3 separate regions of the Rattus norvegicus genome follow, and regions 2 and 3 are each linked to region 1. A link is a contact called in public Hi-C data. All regions are on one chromosome and are shown on one strand. Each heading gives the region's core, a stretch centred on a gene start, on an enhancer-like site or on the middle of the called end of the contact. The rest is flanking DNA. Distances are from core to core; before and after follow the strand shown. Region 1 holds the start of Skic8 (SKI8 subunit of superkiller complex). Region 2 holds the start of Cib2 (calcium and integrin binding family member 2). Region 3 holds the start of Ireb2 (iron responsive element binding protein 2).

The links. Hi-C and Micro-C count contacts between places; a contact is called where the count stands out from the background.
Region 2: a contact with region 1 is called in a Hi-C map of Schwann cells, with 5 times the contacts expected there. The contact joins the promoter of Cib2 here to the promoter of Skic8 in region 1. A contact is called at or near these places in 3 of 12 Hi-C or Micro-C datasets (the A7r5 cell line, Schwann cells and liver).
Region 3: a contact with region 1 is called in a Hi-C map of liver, with 2.7 times the contacts expected there. The contact joins the promoter of Ireb2 here to the promoter of Skic8 in region 1. A contact is called at or near these places in 2 of 12 Hi-C or Micro-C datasets (frontal cortex and liver).

The regions. Positions count from the first base shown.
Region 1 is chr8:64,015,067-64,018,287 of GRCr8, reverse strand. Skic8 (SKI8 subunit of superkiller complex) reads left to right here and starts at 1,442. Exons shown (of 11, transcript NM_001025743.1): 1 at 1,442-1,507.
Region 2 is chr8:63,841,607-63,844,827 of GRCr8, reverse strand. Cib2 (calcium and integrin binding family member 2) reads left to right here and starts at 1,551. Exons shown (of 6, transcript NM_001015010.1): 1 at 1,551-1,780. The coding sequence starts at 1,730.
Region 3 is chr8:64,159,375-64,162,595 of GRCr8, reverse strand. Ireb2 (iron responsive element binding protein 2) reads right to left here and starts at 1,508. Exons shown (of 22, transcript NM_022863.2): 1 at 1,384-1,508. The coding sequence starts at 1,402.

The DNA.
Region 1 (3,221 bases), core at 193-2,692:
TGGGTTCTCTGTCTGGCATCTTGAGACAGCACTTGGAGGTATTTTTAGGCTTTGAGTTTGAATGGCAGGGCTATAGCCGGGCATGGTAGAGTAGGCCTGTCACTCTAGAGACTGAAACAAAAGAAGCAGGAATTCAAGGACTGACTATGCTACAGAGTAAGGTAAGAGCCAGCCTCAGCAACTCAACGAGTATTCATTTCTAAATAAATAAATAAATAAATAAATAAATAAATAGATGGCTGGGATGTAGGTCAGCAGTGCCTTGTTTGCCTAGCACAGGCAAGGGCCTGGGTTTGAATTACTGCGCCATAAAAAATTATAGGAAATGGCTCAGCAGATAAAAGTGTCTGCCTTCAAGCCTGATGACTTGGGTTCCATTCCTGGGCCCCACAAGATAGAAAGCGAGAACTCAGACCCTCCAGTTGTCTTTTGACCTCCATGTCCACACCATGGCACGTGTGTGCATGCCCATACATGCACAGAACTTTAACAAAATTAAAATGTAGCATTTCTGAAATTACAGAACAAGGAAATTTTAGAAAACCTTTATTGTAATGATTTTCAAACTTTTTTGCCATGACTCACAGCAGGAAACAGAATTTTTTCTTTCGTGACCAAATATCTAAATAGGTGAAATACAATTTTTACAAAAGATGCTATTATTTACCATGCTTTCCAGGCAAAGGTGTGCTCCCAGTACCCTGGAAGTGGAGGCAGAAAGATAAGAAGGTGCTAGGGGATCACTTAGCATGCAGATGGCCTTGAAGGACTTCCGGTTTATGGACACCCTATACTCATAGAAAAACAAGATTTGAATAGCTTAGAAGCTCAGTAGGTCAAGTACTCCACTGCATCTCATTGCTGCTTAACAATGTTGCTCACGAACCCACTAAACTAATACTGGACTAACACGAAGGCCCTAAACTGCAGTTTCACAGCTGGTTGATGGTCTGTAATCCCAGCGTTTGGGAAGCTGAGCCAAGAGAACTAACAGCGGTTCAAGCCCAGCTTGAGACAACATAGCAAGATTTGGGCTCCAGAGAAAAGGGGAGGAAGGGAGATGAGGGGTGGCAGGGCTGAAAGGGAGAAGGAAAGAAAAAGAGGAAGAAGAAAAAGAAAAGAAAACAAAAGGAAAATGAACCCAGGAGGTCATCTGAGTAACTTTCTGAAGTAAGTAAGCAGCAGGCGCCAAGGGTACTCCCCGCCCACTCTCTATGGCTCCACCCCTGCTCCCTCACCCTATCCCCTATCCCCGATCCCCGTGGAGTGCAAAGGCAGCAGGGGGCGCTGCGCCTGCCGGGCCCCGATCAGAGGAGAGGCTCCGCCCCTTCGTTAGCTCATCCACGGGCGCCACGGGCGCGCCCTACTGACGTCAGACGTGCTGTGCGGCCGGCTGTGCGGTGGTGAGTTGGTGTGCTGGGCAGTTGGGGAGTGGTTGTCGTTGGTGCTGCTGCTTACTAGCGTGGGAAGGCGAGTGAACAGGAAGGATTGGAGGCCGCCACTGCAGGTTTGTTTACGGAGGCTCCAGGAGTCCAAGAGTGGCTTTCTTGACTCTATTTACCCAGGCTAGTCCGTGAGTCACGAGTCCCAAGGGCAGACAGAAGGCCCACAGGTGGACTAATTTTGCTCCCAGGTAATGTTTTGTGCATCCCAGAAATGAGAGTTGGCTTTGCGGGGTAGGGTGGGGAAGTAGTTTCCCCCTAGATAGAGGACTCTCTTAGAACCAGTTCTCCAGTAGTTAGTTACGCTGTTAGGTAGCAAACTCCACATCATTGAACACTAAGTAACAGAATTCCTTTTATTTCCAGTACCATATGGTATTATGCGTTACTGCCGTACTTTCATAGAGGCATAGGTTAGTCTCTGGGAAGCCCAAAGAAGAAGCATTAAATCCTACCCTGAAAACTGGAGGAAATTTTTCTAAAGAAAGAGGTGGCATATGGTCTCTTGGGGTCTCTTAGTTCTCAAATTACCCGTCATGAGATGTGCCTTAGTAGTATAAACTATGGCTTGTATTGCCCTACGCTTCCGACAACCACTCTAAGCCTCTTTTCTGGCCAGAAGAATGGAGCTAGTTAAGAATGCCTGCTAATGGGCTGGAGAGATGGCTCAGCCGTTAAAGGCTAGGCTCACAACCAAATATATAAGAATGCCTGCTAAGTGGAGTTAAGGAAGGTTCAGTGAGCTAATCTGAATAATAGTTAAAATAGGACCTGGTGTAGTACATCCTCAAAGGTTCAGCCTGATAAAACTGCACATCCTATTTTGAGAGTAGCTTTTTAAAAGTTGGCTCCCAGTAAACCTTCTTACTTGTAAAATTGTTTTTCTCTGTTGCCAAATGTGAGGTTCAGATGGGCAGAGAGGAGGCTGTATCACTAAGAGGGCTGGTCCTCGTGCAGAGTTTGTTTCACCTTGTTTCAGTCAAGTTGGCACCGGTGCTTTCTAGTCTGGGCAAGGTCCTGTTTTTGAGTCACAAATCAGTAAAAATCATAAATTCGCCTATCTAATTAAGATCTCTCAGGTCAGGCTATGTAGGAATCATGTGTCTGTGAGTTTCTGTTCCTGGTAAATGTTCTTTGTCTTTTTGGTTTGCATATTTGAAGCAGGTAGCATGAGCCTGGGTGTCTTGAGCTGTATGGACTGTTAATCTGAGGATGGCACTGAGGGGCTGTGAACATGGATTAGAAGACAGTTCACACCCTTATATTTGTTAACCCTAATTGAAGTTTAGCACACTCTCCCATTATGAGTTCACTTGGCAAGTATTAAGTGTTACTTTGTTAACGGCTTTAGCAGTCACATCTTTTCATATCAGAATGTTGCGATGTGACTATTGTTGTTCTTTGTTTTGAGATAGGATCTTGCCACAAAGCCAGGATTAGTAGCTCCAAAGTATTAGGATTATGGAACGGCTGGCAGGAGGTCGTTTGTCTCCTAATTCTTATGTAATAAAGAGCCATGTGTGGTTTGCTCTCATAAGTTTGGTTTTCATGTTTTGACCAGATTGTTTTCCACATCGAGCCTATGCTAGCTTCTGTTTGTGAATTTTCATACTCGATAATATTTATTTGTAATCTTTAGGAGACATGTACGGGGCATTGAATCTTTGAGTCACATGATGCCCGTATTCTGCCTTGTTTCTACTCTCACACTACAAGAACATGTCTTTTCTCTGGGCTTTAGTGCCATGCCTTCTTACTTCTGTGGTTTGTTTGTTTTTG
Region 2 (3,221 bases), core at 302-2,801, 170 kb after region 1:
TAGAAACTTGTCTCAATGATTACAGCAACAAAAACACAGACTGCATATATACATATGTATATCTTCCCAGTCAAGCTTTAATTATAAGAAAAAGAGTGTGAGGCTGGAGAGATGGCTTCCAGAGGACCCAAATCCAGTTCCAGCCCCCATAGCAGGCCCTCAAAACTACCTGTAACTCTAGTTCCAGTGGACTTGATACTCTGTTCTGATCGCCTCAGGCACTGTACTTATTGCACACACCCACAGCACACACATATACACATAGTTTAAAAATAATAATTATGGGGGCTGGAGAGATAGCTCAATGGTTAAGAGCACTGACTGCTCTCTAGAGATTCTGAGTTCAAATCCCAGCAACCACATGGTGGCTCACAACCCTGTGTAATGAGATCTGATGCTTTCTTCTGGTGTGTCTGAAGATAGCTACAATGTACTTATATATAATAAATAAATCTTTAAAACATTTTTAAAAGAAGTAAGGGGATTGATAAAGAAGAAGCAGCACTTGGGGCTGCAGCGTGAGATGGCTCAGCTGGTAAGAGCACTTGCTGCTCTTTTACAAAACCTGAGTTTGGTTTCCAAGAACTCATATCTGCCAGCTCATAGCTGTCTGTAACTCCAGCTCCAGAGAATCTAACACCCTTTTCTGGTCTCCACTGGCTTCTACATATAAACATGGCAGACACATAGACGTAACGCACATAAAAATAAATCTTAAAAAATTTAAGAGTAGAACATCATGACCCCCAAAGTGATATAAGTCAGGCAAAACTGGGTAATATTGGTGTTTAGGTTTTGTTTGCTTTTGTGGTGGTGCTAAGGACTGAACCCAGGACCTCCCGCATGCTAGGCTAGGTCTCTGCTACTGCACTACTTCCCAGCTAGTTACTTTTAGTTACTATATTTTGTTTTCTGAGATTAAGGGCCATCTTGGCTAGGACAGCTTAGATGAGCACATCCTTGGCCTTCTCTTTAAACTCTGATCTCGATTTAAGACCTCAGAGTCAGACTTGGGGGGTTCCTGAGTCTCTTTGTCCCTCTTCCCAGTGTGGTCGCATTGAATACATTTTCTTTTACTGTTTTTGACTTTCAATCTGGCTTTTTAAACCGGCTTTTTGAGGATGGGTCTGGTGGGAAGTAGACTGTGACTGCGCAAGCTCAGTAACACACCAATTCTCAGTGGGATCAGAGGCTGGAGGATTTGCCCACTAATCCATGGCCTTTTCTGGCTCACCAGGATTGACCTGGGCGCTGCCTGTCACAGTGCTAGTTGAAACCAGAGGTACAGACAGTGGCCAGGAGTCAGGCGGCCCTCTGAGGACACCGCTTGGCCATCCCAGTGTGCTGCAAGAGCTCAGACTGAGCAGGCCTCTGTCCCCAGGGAGAAGTCACCTCCCGGATCGCTCTAGACAGGTCTAAGGCTCCGCCTCCTTCCCCCCCCAGACCGCGCCTCCGCCCCAATCCGCCTCCGACCCCGCCCCTCCGGCCCCGCCCCCGCCTTAGGAACGCCCCCGATCCAGGCCCCGCCTTCGCCTCCCCAGCCCTTGCACCCCTCCCACTGAACTGCAGGACCAAGCGGAGCGGGCAAGCCTAGGCTGGCGACGCTGCCCGCTCCCGGGCTTGCAAGGGCCGCGGGCGCGGGGCTCGGGGCTCCAGAAGCCGCCGATGGGAAGCAGCAATCGAAAGGGCGAGAGACGCCGCCGCGGCCATCCATACCACCGCGGTTACCATGGGGAATAAGCAGACCATCTTCACAGAAGAGCAGCTGGACAACTACCAGGTGAAGTCGGCGCGCCTCGGCCCCTGCAGTCCTCCTTTCTGTCTTTTCCCAGGCCTCGCAAAAGCGGACTCACCGAGGTTCAAACTCTGCCGCTGCCTTCAGCGCGCAGCGTCACCTTGGGCGGATGACTTCCCCTTGATGAGCCTCAGTTTCCCAGGCCCGGGATTGCATTCCCGTTAGAGTATTCTGTCAGATGCGCCTCACCCACTCCTTCTTCTCTTCCTTATTGACCTTCTTCCTGCCCTCCCTGGCTGGACCTTAACCATTCTTACCTACTCAGTGGGCATGACCCCCATCCCACAAAGGTCTTGGAGTAGGGGGAGGACAAGAGGCCCCAAATGCAGTTTACAGGATGGGGTGTGTTGTTTATCTGTTATAACTGTAGGAAGGAGGCTACATACCCATATCCTTTAACCTACTTTGTGATCCTGATAGCCCTTTCACCCCGGATTCTTCCAAGTTCAGAGCTAGCTGTCCGTATCAGTGATCTCAAAGACCCCAGCCACGTGAAAAGTTTTCTATAGGTATAGGAGGAAACCTTATCTCCTGGCTAGCCCAGAGTCTTGCTCAGCTGCCTTAGCTCACCATGTAATGTCTCCTGTCTTTCAAGGTACAGTTGTGGAGTCTTCTTTGTGTCTTCTAAAACAGATTGGTTTGGAGTGTTATGTCACTTGTGTTCCAACCTTCGCGAATATTCAGTTAGCACAGAGTGGTTACCTCCAGTATCACCCAAGTGATAGAATATATATTGAGAAAAGTCCTAGTGGACAAGGGAGGGCAATAACTCTTGCTTTTGGAAGGTTCAGGAACAGTACAGAGCTTGCATAGGGCCTTGGGAAGTCTGGATTTTTGCCCAGAAAGTTCTGGAAGGAGGTGTTTTAAGTGGAGGTAGACGCAGGCCAACAGCCCAGACCCGGGAGAGAAGAGCGGTCTAGGGAGGTGGGGAGCCTGCATCCCCACTCAGACTAGCCTGGCATTGGGTTACTAGTCAGACCCAGTCCAGTGTTGAGTTCTGATCTTTTGCCAGGGCCCAACTAGACCCTGCCAGGGAAAGGAGAGCCATGAAACACAAGAGCCCCACATCTCTTTCCTTCTGGCTCTCTAGCATGCCCAACCAGGGCTGGGTGGGGGCCCCAGAGTTACATTCCCTTTTCCAAGCAACTCTGGGTTTCCTGAAACTTCACAGTCTGGTGGTCTTCCCTCCCTGAGGCAAGATGCCTCAGTCCCTGGTCTCAGATATCCCTGCAGATTCCCAAAGTTTCGGCTACTGCCCTGGCCACTTTTGTGCATGGCACACCCATTCCCTCTTCCCCTCACGAGCCTACCGCTGCCTTCCCCAGAGTGCACTGTATTGCTCCAGCCATTCCAGCTCTTTGCCTCAGCCCATGTCTTAAATTGAGAACAAGCCCTATGTATGACTCAGCCTACTTTGCATCTCACC
Region 3 (3,221 bases), core at 259-2,758, 140 kb before region 1:
CACCTTCCATTAAATACATTAAATTAAATGCACTAAGTACATTAAATACAGTTACCAAGAACTTTATTCAAAGAGAAAACACCCAAAATCTTGCTCAGGAGAACTCTGTGTGCTGATGGAAAGGTTGAGTACTTGCATTACTCATTAAGGCAGCTCTGAGCCACAAGTAGCTTCGAGGCACTTGAACTACGGCAGCAGTGATGGAGGTGCTGACTAGTCCATATCTCAGACATAGACTACTCCATCACACTGCAAGAGTACGATCTAAAACTGTGACACTTGTCAAACAGAAACTAGTAAGACAACCTACTACCCTGTCTGCTGAGACAGGGTGTGCCACTGTAACCCAGAATGGACCTCGCTGGACAACCAGGAGAGCCTCCAAGTATAGGCAAACCATCCTTTCTCTGTCTCCTTAATGCTGGGATTATAGCCATGCCCACCTAGTGGCTTTTCAATCTTAAAAATATGTTAAATGTCTGCAAAGAGACAATAAGAATGCTTTAAATGATGTACACGCATTCAGAAATCATACCCTGAACATTGCTTAAGTACAGAGAGAATGCTTTGAGAAAACCATTGTTGGAGGTTTTCAAAAAGCAATTAACAATCTAACAATAGTTAGAACACTAAAGATGTTTTTTTTAAAGCGACCATCAAAATATCTCGATAATTTTGGCACATCACATTCTCTTAAGAGACATACCCTCAGTGGTTATGCACTAATTGAATATGCCCCCACTCTCAGTGTTGAGGGAAAGGGTGAAGGCAACCTTGGGGTAGAAAAAAATTCATTATGCGGACTCATTACATGGATGGGCGAGACACTTAAATATTGCTAAGATCTACTTCCAAAACCAGAAAACAGTCTACTCGGAATGGATAGTGTTTTCTTTTGTGGAGGGAGGTGGGTGGGGGAGGAGACGGCAATAAATAATCTGGGAACAGGCTAACGTTCGGCCTCGACAGCCCCTCCACTTCCAGGAGGAAAGAAAGAGGGAGAGACAGCAGTGCAATGAACAGCCAGCAGAGTGAAACCTAAACAAGGGACCCAGGTCTTCCAACCCTCAATGCTCACAAAAGGGGAGCGGGGAGAGAAAGACATGGGCTTGTCCCTGCCCCAGGAGTTACTCCCGGGGGCCTGGAGGCTGCAGACAACAAGCAGCGGGCCCTGGCCAGTGGCGGAATAAGCGCCCGGCTGAAGAGCGGGACGCCGAAGGGGAGGCCCGGCTTTCGCGGCCTCCGCCCCGAGGGGAGAGAACGACCCAGCCCTGAGGGCCCGGCTGCGCCCCGGGTGACCGTAAGAAAAGCAAAGCAAGCGCCACGGCGTATAGCAGCGCACTCCTCCAGCCGCCAACGCTAAGGCGGCGGCCGGGAACTGACCTGCACTTGGGGAGTCCATCGCCGGAGACCATATTATCCCTGCGGGGAGGGGGCCGGCGGGGGAAGGAGGGGGAGGCCGGGCCGGGAAGATAGGGAGGAAGACCGGCAGACTGGCAGTGGGAAGGAGGAAGGAAGCAGTCTCGCGCAGACACCGCGAGAGCCGCAGAGCTGGCCCGGGGTCCGCGCTCGCGGGATTTGCCGTCTAACTCTCGCGAGATCTTCGGGCCGGCGAAACAAAGAAAGAGAGGGGCGGAGCCAGCTGGTAGGCGGGACGCTGCGCATTCTCCGTTGTTTTCCAGACTGAGGGTGGGGGGCGGAGCCCTGAGCGGTAGTAACTTTGACGACGGGACGCTATGGGTTCCGTTACTTTGTTGTAGCCCAGAAGTATTCAAGGAGGTTTTGAGGTCCAGCGATGACTGCAGGGTGTCTTTTGGAGGAAAGAGTCAGGATTGAGACTCGAGTTCTCCCTGCATGGTAAAGCCTTGTGTTAAGCGAGAGGTGCCCACTCGCGCATTCTCAAGAGAGCAAGGCCGGATTCAGGGGATACATGGGCATGGGCAATCAACTTACTGAATGAATTAAAATTTCCATACTTTCTTGTAACTTCAATCTCTCTTTTCCCAGGAGAAATGATGGTGATGGTGTCTTAAGTCCCTTGCCCCAGTCAAGGAGAGTCTTTATGTCTTCCCTGTCTGCTTCTGTCTTTTGGTGAGCGGACTCTTTGCGGTTGTCTGGTTCGTTGTCTGGTTCGCCCTTCTCTTTCCCACTCCTATTCCTTCCCAGACTGGTTACCGCTTCCAAAAATGCCTTTGATAAAGGTATGCATAACTATTTGCCAATACGTTTCCCAGACCTTGCTTAGCTGTTTGCTTAGTAAGTTAAGACAAACTCCATCAACCTCCATAAATCCAAAACTCTTCTGTACTTCCGCCTCTAAGCTTGCTTCATCTCAGTCTCCTCTGCCAGGAGATGCCAGGGCCTTTCTCTACCCAGATGGTAAGTGTACTGGCATTAACTATCTCATGATGTAAGTTTTGCACCAGATTTCATTTCTCCAGCTCACTTCACCTCTCTATTGGCTCCAGTTATCCGTTCATATGCTGATGCTCCCTAACCTATAACTCAAACCCTTCTCCTAAGCTTAGAGGAATATGTCCTAATGCTTGTTACCACGGGCATCTCATATGCAAAACCTCTCTAGAACAATCACTACAACCACCACCACCCAAGCCAGGGAGTTGTTTTGTTTCACCTGGCCCGCGAATGCCGCTGCCAAAGCACAACCGGGTATGCCGTCCTTGACTCCTCTCTTCCATTCCTGTTGATAGAAGTCCATTTGATCTCCTTACTTCCTAGTTATTTCCCCCGTTACCACCCTGTTCTTGACAACTGTGACAATCTCCTCAAAAAGTCTCTAGGTAATCATTTCCATGAAATTGAAACAAACTAAGAAGGACACAGTAACCAAACTCACATTCCAAGAAACTGACTCTGGATTTGAAATGCTTTCAGATAGAAGCCAGAGCTCATGTATAAATTCTATGCTCACAAGGCTGAATTGCCTAGTACTTCTAGAATATCTCAGTTTCTTTTCTCTTGGAACACTTCCGTGCACTGTGGGCTAACCCTTACCCCCTCTTTCAAGACTCATTTTTTTGTTTGTTTGTTTGGTTGGTTGGTTGGTTGGTTGGTTTTTTTAATGCTTTAAAGATTTATGTGTGCATCTTAATGTTAGTATATGTCATGTGTGTGCAGGTACCCAAGGAGTCCAGAAGACAGTGTTGAATCATCTTTAATGGCCAGCCTATCTCTCAGATCTCATGGTTTTCACCATTTAG